Linked DNA regions of Ovis canadensis: region 1 is linked to region 2. A link is a contact called in public Hi-C data. All regions are on one chromosome and are shown on one strand. The core of a region is the stretch at or near the end of the contact, and the rest is flanking DNA. Distances in the headings are between cores, read along the strand shown.

Evidence for each region. A called contact is a pair of places that touch in the nucleus more often than the background predicts.
Region 1: a Hi-C map of fibroblasts shows a contact between it and region 2, with 6 times the contacts expected there. The contact joins the promoter of IRX3 here to the enhancer-like site in region 2. A contact is called at or near these places in 2 of 2 Hi-C or Micro-C datasets (fibroblasts and lung).

What each region holds. Positions count from the first base shown.
Region 1 is chr14:35,779,831-35,784,963 of ARS-UI_OviCan_v2, forward strand. IRX3 (iroquois homeobox 3) reads right to left here and starts at 2,180. Exons shown (of 4, transcript XM_069552796.1): 1 at 1,357-2,180; 2 at 67-1,189. The coding sequence starts at 1,623.
Region 2 is chr14:35,270,770-35,275,831 of ARS-UI_OviCan_v2, forward strand. All of the region lies in intron 1 of FTO (FTO alpha-ketoglutarate dependent dioxygenase), which reads left to right. Among named protein-coding and RNA genes, the nearest start is that of TRNAG-UCC, 21 kb to the right of the region's middle. Within about 2 kb of position 3,707, the one cell type or tissue checked has open chromatin away from gene starts, as enhancers often do. A contact at or near this core is called in fibroblasts, where this site is marked.

The DNA of each region.
Region 1 (5,133 bases), core at 930-3,429, 510 kb after region 2:
AGGGACCTGCCCGGGCGCGACCCCCAGACTCACCCCCTCCCTCCGAATCCTGCGCGCCGCAGTCACCTGTTCCGCCCTCGGGCTCCGCCGGCCGAGCGAAGGCAGCGGCGGCGGCGGCGGCCGGGTGGCCCGCGGCTCCGGGAAGTCCCAGCAGGTGTGGCGGGCCTGAGCCCAGCAGAGAGAGCGGGTGCGGACGTGGGCCAGGCGGCGGGCCTGGGAACGGCCGGTTGGTCCAAGCGGGGAACTTGCCCAGCGGCGCCGAGACGAGTCTGTGAGCCGCGGCGGCGGCGGCGGCCGGAGAGAGCTGCAGGGCCGAGGGCGCGACCGCTGCCCCGGGGGGAGAACCCCCCGCGCCCTGAGGCGAGCGGCGAGGGTTGTCCGGGCTTGTGGCCGTCTCGGCCAGGGACCAGATCTTGGGTTTTTGCAGGGCCGAGGCGGGCGCCGGTGCAGGAGCGCAGGGGTCCAGGCCCGCTGGGGGCGAGGGCGGAGATGGCGGAGCGGTGGCCACGGGCGGTGGCACTGGGGCCAGACTCAGGACGGGCAGCGGACGCTCCTCCAAGCCCTCGGAGCTGTCGTCCGAGTCGCTATTCTTGGAGTCTGAGATGGGTTCCAGGCCGAGGTCGCCGTCCCTGTGCGACGCCCCAGTCAGGGCCAGCTCGGGTCCCGCGACCGCGCCGTCTAAGTTCTCCAAATCGATCTCCTCGTCTTCATCGTCGTCCGCCAGGCCCTCGCCCCCGGTGTCCTCCTCCTCCCCCCCGAGCTCCTCCTCCTCCAGCTCCAGTTCGCGCTTGCCGTCTTCTTCATCCTCCTCCTCGTCTTCCTCCTCGCGCTCGCTCCCATAAGCGTTGCCCTCCTCGTCGGTGCGGCTCCGGGGCGCCCAGGTCATCTTGTTCTCCTTCTTGAGGCGCCGGCGCGCGTTGGCGAACCAGGTGGACACCTGGGTGAGGGTCATCTTGGTGATGATGGCCAGCATGATCTTCTCGCCCTTGGTGGGGTAGGGGTTCTTGCGGTGCTCGTTGAGCCAGGCCTTGAGCGTGCTGGTGCTCTCTCGGGTGGCGTTCTTGGGCCGGGACGGGTCCCCGAACTGGTACTGGCCGTAAGGGTAGAAGGCGGGGTGCGGGTGTGGAAACGCGGTGGCCGCGGCCGTATGCTGCACCCCGGGGCTGTCCTTCAGCTCATACTGCGTGCCCTGTACGCACATGGACAAGGAAGGGACGCGCGCGGAGGGAGCGAGGATGAGCCCCGGCCGTCGCCGCCTCCACCCGCCCGGCCCAGGCCGCGCCAGTCTACTGAGCGCGCACACCTCGTCCGGCGCCCCAGCTCTAACCCCCCTTCCGCGGCTCCCAGGGCACTTACCAGCTGAGGGAAGATGGGCAGCTCGGCGGCGTAGGGCAGGAAGGCGCCGTAGCCTTGGGCGGCTGCGGCTGCGGCTGCGGCCGCGGCGTAGGGCGCCCCGTACACGGACGAGAGCACGTTGGACAGGGACCCCGAGGCAGCCAGCTCCGAGGCGCCGGCTCCCGGGCCGCCCCGGGCCCCAGCGCTGCCACCGCCGGCGGCGGCCCCCGGGCGCTCGGGTGGGTAGAGCGGGCGGATGTACTGGTATCCGAGCTGGGGGAAGGACATGGTGGCCCGCGGGGCACGGACAGAGAGGGGGCCCTGCCCCCCGGGGCCGCCCAGCTCAGCGCCGCCCGCGGGCTCCGGGGCACATCGGGGGCTGGGCCCGGCTGCGGCCGCGCTGCCTTCCGCGCTGCGCTGCGCTCCGCGTTCGCCTATCGATCTGCTCCGGGGCGGCGGCGGCGGCGGCGGCGGCGGCGGCGGCGGCGAGGAGCCAGGTCAGGTCCGAACAGATTGGCGGAGATTCCCGGGGCTCCGGAATCTGATTGACATTTCTACGGGCCCACAAGCCCCTCCTCTCTGCGCCGCGCTCCCTCCTCTCGGCCGCCGGAGCTGCCTCTGCCCGCGCCTGGCTCCTCGCTGCCCTCCTCTCCCCGAGCAGTGTCGCGCCTCGCTTCCTTCGCCCTCCTCTAGTTTTCACTCCCCCTCCTCGCCCTTCCTCTCTCCTCCCCTTTCTGCGCTCCTCTTCCCCCCAGGATCGCTTCCGCTCCTTCGGGCTCTTTCACGCTCCTGGACTACGGAACTCTTTCTCGTCTTTCCCTTTCTCGCTGTTCCTTTCTCTCCCCTTTCTGTTCCCGTCACTCTTTCTTTTTAAAATCTATTTTCTCTGTACACACACCACACTCCCCACACTCCCATCCCCCCGGCCTCTGAGCTTTGGGTTAAGGCGGCCCAAACTTGTGGACACTCGGGGTGCCGTGCGCGGGGGGTAGGGTGGGGTGGGGGGGAGGGTGTGTGTGTGTCCGTATCTGTGTCGGTGTGTCCGTCCCCGCCCTCGCCCCCTCCCTCGCCCTTCCCCAAATCTCGGGTCTGACGTCGCGCCCTCTTATTCGACTTTTCCTCGCGTCTCCTTCGCGAGTCGCCAATCGCCTGGGCGCCCTGCAGGCGAGGCCGCCCACCCCGCAGAGAAGGCGCGCGGGGCGGGGCGGGGCGGGGGCGGGAGCCCCCGCGCAGCGAGTCCCTTCCCGCCCCCTCTGGCCCGCGGCGGAAGGGGGCGCGGGAGGCGCGGGGACCGGGGTTAGCACTGGGTCAGCTCACCCCTCTCGCTCTCGCCTCTCGGTGCCTCTCCCCCTGCCCCAGCGCGTGGGATCTGGGTCAGGACCAGACAGACCCTGGTCCGGGGCAGGCGCTGGGACTTTACTCTGCCCCGGCCCGCTTTCTAGCTCGCACCTCTAGACTCTCGGCCACTCTTAGTGGCTTAGGGAGGGGGTGGAAGAGGCGTGAGGGAAGTGGGGGCGTGTGCTTTAAGGGAGTCTTCGAGGACTGTCTCACTGCCCGGGGTGGGGCGGGGAGGCGAGGTAGCCCCCTTCCCAGAGGACTAAATCCTGCAGTTAACCACGTTCACGCCACGCGGATGTCAGGGTGCAGAATCCTTCCTTAGAAATGGCGTGTGTGTTGGGGGAGGGCGGTGCTGCAGAGTGGACACCTCAGGCATCCTGGGGAACGATGTCAGGGAGACGGAGCCCGCCGGAGCCCTAAGCCGGCGTGGGATGGGGCAGGAGCAGGGAGCCGGGTGGCGGAGGCTCCAGGAACTTTCAGCGAGCGCTTGGAAAAGTTAATATGCTGGAATTTTCGAGCCGTAGAGATTCTTCGTTTCCCTCCCCCTTCTCCTGCTCCCGGGGTCTCCGCGCCAACCTGTTTTCCTTCGGCAGAGGTCCTCCCATCCGCGGGGGTGGGGATGGGAGGCAAGACTTAAGTTTTACAGTGGAGTATTTCCTAAACCAAAGCTGAAATCTTAGAATCCGCGCGCCCACCTTCACAGGTTAGGGCGTGCAGCCGAGAGGAGGATTGAAATTCCCGGTATTGCGGCGACTCCGGGCTGAACGCTTTAGGCCGCTGCGGCGACCCACGCACAGGCCAGGCCAGCAGCAGGAGCGCTCCGGGACAACCCCCGGGCGGTGCCTGTCTTGGAGTTGCCCGTCCCGGATCGGAGGCGGAAAGTGGCTGCCTTGCTCTGATAGAAGAATCTAATCCGAATTCTAGAAGAGCGGAGGGATCGGAGAGTCTTGGCCCTAGCTGTCTCTGGTCTCAGTGGCTCCAAGGAGCCCCGCTGGGAGTCCCGTGGACACCCGGTTTTGACCTCGCCCCTATTCCCCGCCTCTTTCTACCAGTCTTCGTGTGGGTTGGCGCCTCGAGTAGACATGAAGGCCGAGAAAATTGGGTGGTGGTGGGGGGTATACAAGGGAAAGTTTTGGGGCAGCTAGGTTTGGGGTTCGATAGGGGAGAGTAACGTGCGGCCTCCTCAAACTGAGTCAGCCTGCTTCCCTGACCTTCTACTCACCTGCGTCTGCCTGGTGCCAGGTGTTGGCCTTAGCTGGAGTCTCCCCAGAAGAGGAGGTATCAGAGGAAGCTTTGAAATGTTTCCCCGGCGCCTGATTTCGTTTTCAGTTAACCGTCTCAGCCGAGTGGCATAGGGAATCACGGGCTCACCGACTCAAGAAAAATCTCAGGGTTATAAAATTGAGGGTAACGTTATTGCCTGGAGTGTTCCCTAAGTGTCAGACGCGGAGCCTCGACGGCCCGCAGACCTAGAGTTTGCACAAGGTAGACGCACCAGACCCAACCCCGGGGAGAGCCAAGAGCGAGATGCTGAAGTGGGGAGCCTGGGGCTGCGCTGGGCCCCTGTCTAACGCGCAGCTCTTCGAGAAGAACAGAAACAATGAACACAGGAGATGCTTCCTCCGCCCGCAGTAACTCGCTATCGACCTGGCTGCGCTGGACGGTGAGAGGCGGGAAAGAGGCCAGGCAAGGGGCGAAGCTGTGCTCAATGAATTAGCCACGCCGGACTAGGGGACCCATGACCCAGAAGACGAACCTCCAACCCAGATGAGGACTCAAGGACCTCGATTATTTAGAAACCTCCAGGCGCCCCAGGTCTTCAGCAGAACAGCCTCTCCGCTCCCCTAGTCTCCAGCGGAGACCCTAGCCCGGGCGGTCCGCGCCCCACCTCGGGACCCAGAGCCCTAGGCAGCCGAGCCCCGACGTGGCGCTAGCTCCCCAATGCCACCAGGCCAGTGGAATCCGACTCTGAACTGAACTCACGGGTCCAAAAACAGCCGAGCCTTTTCCAGGGAGTTTTAATCCAAGAGATGGGGTCAAAGTGACATTCGCACAGGGAGGAGAAGCAGGTGCATGGGAAGTTGATTTGGGAAAGTCGTGCGCGCAAAAACGCACACAAACCCTTTTCCACCATCTCGCTTTCTTCCAACGTTCCCAGAGCACAAAATGCTTCGGAGGCTTGCTGTAGACGCTCTCTCAACGCGGCTGAAGGTGTGGGGAATGAGCAGGGGGCGTCCACAGCACTGGCTTAGCGCGCACTCACTGCACCGCTCCCGGGTCTCACACTCGGAGGTGCGGGCCCGACGTGTGCCCAGGGCCGGTGTCCCGCCTGGCTCAAGGGCTGAGCGGCGCATTGTACCCGGGACTCCAGTCACCAGGCCCCCTTCCTGCCCCCTCCTCGCTCGGCCTCACGGCGCCCACGCGTCCCCATCGGGGGGCGCCGCTGTAGCCCTAGGTTTC
Region 2 (5,062 bases), core at 2,457-4,956:
TAATGAGAACCTACTGTATAGCACGGGCTTCCCTTGTGGCTCAGCTGGTAAAGAATCCGCCTGCAGTGTGGGAAACCTGGGTTCGATCCCTGGGTTGGGACGATCCCCTGGAGAAGGGAAAGGCTACCCACTCCAGTGTTCTGGCCTGGAGAATTCCATGGACTTTATAGTCCATGGGGTCGCAAAGAGTCGGACACGACTGAGTGACTTTCACTTCACTTCACTATATAGCACAGGGGAGAAAAAGAAGGTACAAAAATAAAAACAGTATAGGTATGTTTTACAAAGCAAGTATTTAGTTGGAGAGTCCCTCACCATTCCTGTTTCCTTTTCTTTCTTCCAAGCTTAGGTGGAAGATATCGCCAGTTGCCCTAACTCTCTGCAGGTTAAGAAGCACATGTCACTAGATGGCGCCGAAGTGTTGTTTTTTCACACAACAGAGCCCTGGAACCCTGCGTTATCTTGCTTCAGGCGACTGGCTTTCTAGGTGTCAGGGAAATTGTTTTATTGGTCGAGGGCATAGTGTAATATATTCATCTCCACCCTAGGCAGCTATTTAATGCCCTGAAACATGGCCCTCTTGTGGCCATGGCCTGTTAACTATGCTTATTTGGTGTAATAATTAGCAGAATTTCTCACTAACAGGAGTACTTACCAACACTTCACATCTTCCCTGTACGTGATGGATCGTACATTCTGGAGAAAAAAGTTGGGAAGGTCAAAGCTTAACCTCCTTCTATCAGGGCTACTTTCTGCACATTTGCTCAGAATCGGTTTATATTAACTTGCTTCTGAGTGTCTTCAAACCAGAGCTGTGAGTCAGGTAAACATATTTGAGCTTTTATGTAATAGCCCGGTGATGGTTTGTAAACACAACACTGTTAATTTTCCAACTCTTAGAATGATAGGAAAATAAATGAATAGCTGCCCAAATGGTTGGATGACACTTGCTACCCAGACTGTGTGTGTTGGAAGCGTGTCCTAGAAACAGTGGGTCTGCCACAGACACCACATTTTAGGTTAAAATTGGAGAAGAAAATTACACATGGGATTTTAATTTTTTCCATGGTTGTAAGTTAGGCCCCATTGAATTCTCTGTGGTTTTACAAGCCCTCTTAGGCTCCTAATATTTCCACACCAACAATTTTAACATTGACTTTAGGACGTGGTTAGAGTTAATTGACAGAATGCCAAACAGGAGAAAATAGGTTTAAAGCAGGAAGTACTTTAGTTGGACCTGTAACTTACCACCTCTCTGACCTTAGGCAGATTGTTGACCTTCTCTGTGCTTTGGTTCTCTCATTTCTTAAAATTAAGATGATGATACCCTTTTGGTATCCTGTGCCAGGTAAAATGAAGTGAGAACTCTTCAGAATGCCTTTACTTATTTTCATAGCTTCAATAAATGTAACATATTGTTTATAGTTTGTTAAGAAAGCTAAGAGGATTTTTCTTTGTTGATTCAAAAGATGAGTTGTGGAAATTTTAGAGACTGAATTAACATAGTCCCTGACTGCTATCGGGGACAGTCCCTGACTGTTTTAAAGTCATTCATCAAATACTTTCACTTAATTGTTCTGCCCTTATTTAAGCCCACGTGTGTGTCTGCATTTAGTTGGGGGAAACAGAAATTAGATAAGATAGGGAAATGTGTTGTTATTTATTCGCTAAGCTGTGTCCGACTCTTTGTGACCCTATAGACTGTAGCCTGCTAGGCTCCTCTGTCCGTGGGATTTCCCAGGCAAGAATATTGGGGTGGGTTGCCATTTCCTTCTCCAGGGGATCTTCCTGACCCAGGGATAGAACCTGTGTCTCCTGCATTGGCAGGCGGGTTCTTTATCACTGAGCCAGTGGTGAAGCCCAAGATAAGGAAGTAGATTCTTATAGAATCATTGAGAGGACCAGAGAAATGGAAGCTGAGCCTCTGGAGGTGGGCTTCTGAAACAGACTGGCCTGCCAGGTGGGCTGCTAATCCGTCATACTCGAGACGGCGAGGGATCAGGAAGCCATTACTAGAATGTTCACTGTTTTAAGAACATATGGGCTGTGGTTTCTATCTGGGAACAGAAAGGTACCACCATTACAACTGGCCTTGGATAACGCCAAAGTTATTGGTCAGATCCTGGAATGTTGCTGCAGAAATCCTTTAATCTTTCCATAACTATGTTGCCTATAGAAAAAGTCGAAACAGCAAGAAGACAGCCTCCGTGTGACTTCTGCCTTCTGCATCTCACACGGAGCCTTGTAATTGGTACAGCCGTGAAAGTGAAAGTGAAGCCGCTCAGTCGTGTCCGACTCTTTGCGACCCCATGGACTGCAGCCCACCAGGCTCCTCCGTCCATGGGATTTTCCAGGCAAGAGTACTGGAGTGGGGTGCCATTGCCTTCTCCAGCCATACCCTCACCCAGAACCCTAGCTGTGAAGGGCTCTGGGAAATGTAGTTTTTAGCTTTCCGTCCTCTGCAGCATCGGAAGACACCGTGATAGGGTTGGAAGGCTGCTGAGTGCCAGCCCATCGCATCCATACCCCTCTCTCTCCGTATGTTTTAGATCTCTTATCTCTACCTCTAAGTCAGTGCTTCATTTACAGCCTAGCACAGCAAGAAGCTTAGCAGACCTTCAGTAGATGTGGTGTTAATGACCTTGACTTCTTTATTTCTGTGTATGGTCTTCCCACCTGTTTTTACACTCTTGGTGCCAGATTAGGTTCCAGATTTATCTACCTTGATGTAGCTTTTGATGCTTTTTCATTTCCATCGCCACCTCCTGGTTCAAGCCCAGCCCTTGTCTGACTGGGCTTCTCAGTCTCCTTATCTGTCCCCGTCTTCCTTGGTCCCTGGTCTTGGATCCTTATAACTAGACTGTACTATTAATAAATAGCTTAGTGTTTAAAAAACAAAACAGCAAATAAAATAGCACACTTCCATTGTGCTCCTGTCCTTCTCTAAAGCCTTTTGTGGCCCCTCATTACATGTGGGATAGACTCTACTTACCTGAACTTCCAGAACCTTCCATAATCTGGGTAAAATCTAACATTCTAATGTCATCTTCCATTGCCCCCTGTTGAAATGGCATCTTAGCCAAAAGGTCCGATTACTGGTGTCTGAGAAGATCCTGTCCTTTACTAACGTCTCAGCATTCTTATGCCTTACTGCCTGTGTTTAATTTTCTACTTTCTTCTTCCCGTTTTCTTGTGCCTTGGTCATGTTGGTACGTATTTTTAAATTTTTATTTTGTCCTTTCTTCACACTTACACACCACTGTTTTATGTGGGCTTTTTTTTTTTTTTAATTACCTGTATTCTTAGTTTTCTTTTGTGACCATATACGTTCTCTCCTTTTTTTTTTCCCCATGTAGACAGGATAAATATTTGTTATGGATTGATTGACTTGTTGATTCTTCATGGTTTAGACATTTACTTGCTTGGGACAGGGGGATGGTGAAGGGTTAGTGGGGGCTGAAGCCACGTCTAGCTGTGTGATTTTTGTCCTTTTGATTTCTTGTGAAAGGACAAATTAACTATTTGCTTTGAGCAAGCTAATGCCGTGTTTTGTGGATTTAATGTTTGAAAAGGGCCCTTGGCTCGAAAGCCCTGGAGCTGAACTCCTTCCCCCTGTTTGCCAGGCTGGATGAGCTCCATGTCTGTACCGCCGCATCGCAGTTTGCTTAAGAGGGGGTTGTGAAATAGCGATGGAATTTTGTCTGTGGTTTCTTGCCAGGGAGGAGGAGGAAGAAAGGATTTGGAGTAAATCAGACATGCAAATTAGCAAGGCCCATGGGCCTTAAGTAAATTGCACAATAGAGTCCAAAGAAATTCAGTTTGTCTTCCTTTCTGCTTTTCGTTTGTGCAGGATGTGTGTGAAAAAGGGCAGCTATTCTATTTTTGATCTAAGCCAAAATTCTCAACTTATTGGCTCCAGGAGCTCTTTTAAACTTACACAGTCGACCCTCAGTATCTGTAGGGGGTTGGTTCCAGGGCCCCCTGCAGATACCAAAATCCAAGTCCTTTATATAAAACAGGGTAGGTTTTATATATAACCTACACACATCCTCCTGTATACTTTAAATCCTCTGTAGATTACTTATAATACCATATACAGGGTAAATGCTATGTAAATACTTGTTAAGTGAGTGAGTGAAAGTCGCTTAGTCGTGTCTGACTCTTTGTGATGCGTGGACTATACAGTCCATGGAATTCTCCAGGCCAGAATACTGGAGTGAGTAGCTGTTTCCTTCTCCAGGGGATTTTTCCAGCTCAGGGATCGAACCTAGGTCTCCCACATTGCAGGAGGATTCTTTACCAGCTGAGCCACCAGGGAAGCCCTTGGTATGTGGTAAATACAAATTTTGCTTTTTGGAACTATCTGGAACTTTTTCCCCCCCGAGTTTTTTTGATCTGTGATTGGTTGAATCCACAGATGCAGAACTCATAGATATAGAGGGCTGACTCAACTACTAAAAGTTATTGAGGACTGACTCCCAGAAGCTTCTGTATACATTGATATTATGTTAGGAACTAAAATTGAGAAATTTAGAAATAGTCACTAATTTTTGAAAAGATGTTTGCCAAATTGCAAAGTCTGACTAACCACGTTTTGTGTGTCAGACATTTTCTCAAGTAAAACTGGTGTTCTGTGGAAAAATTGGCTAGTTTAGTCCACAACTCAAATAATCACACAAGGACTTTTCTTTGAAACAGCCATCTCACTTTGAAGTGCTTTAGGTAAACGTCCCATTTTGACACACAGAATACTAAGAAGGCAACTTACTTACTTACTTTACTTACTTTTGAGATTTCATAAAGTTAATCATTTTTACTGCTTTATCAGGGGCATTCTCAAGTGAAACGAACTTCTTTCTTTTCTCTCTTTTTCCTGGACTGCATGATTTAAAGAACGCAGTGACTGATGGTGCAGTTTTGTGCTTTTGGCTTGATTTGTGCCAAGGCACCTGAAACATCACCCACCATTCTTTTGAACCATTGGTGCAAATGTCAACACAGTGAAAAAAGCAAATGATAGTATTATAAAAATAGTATTGATCTTACAGATCTTTTGTTGAAC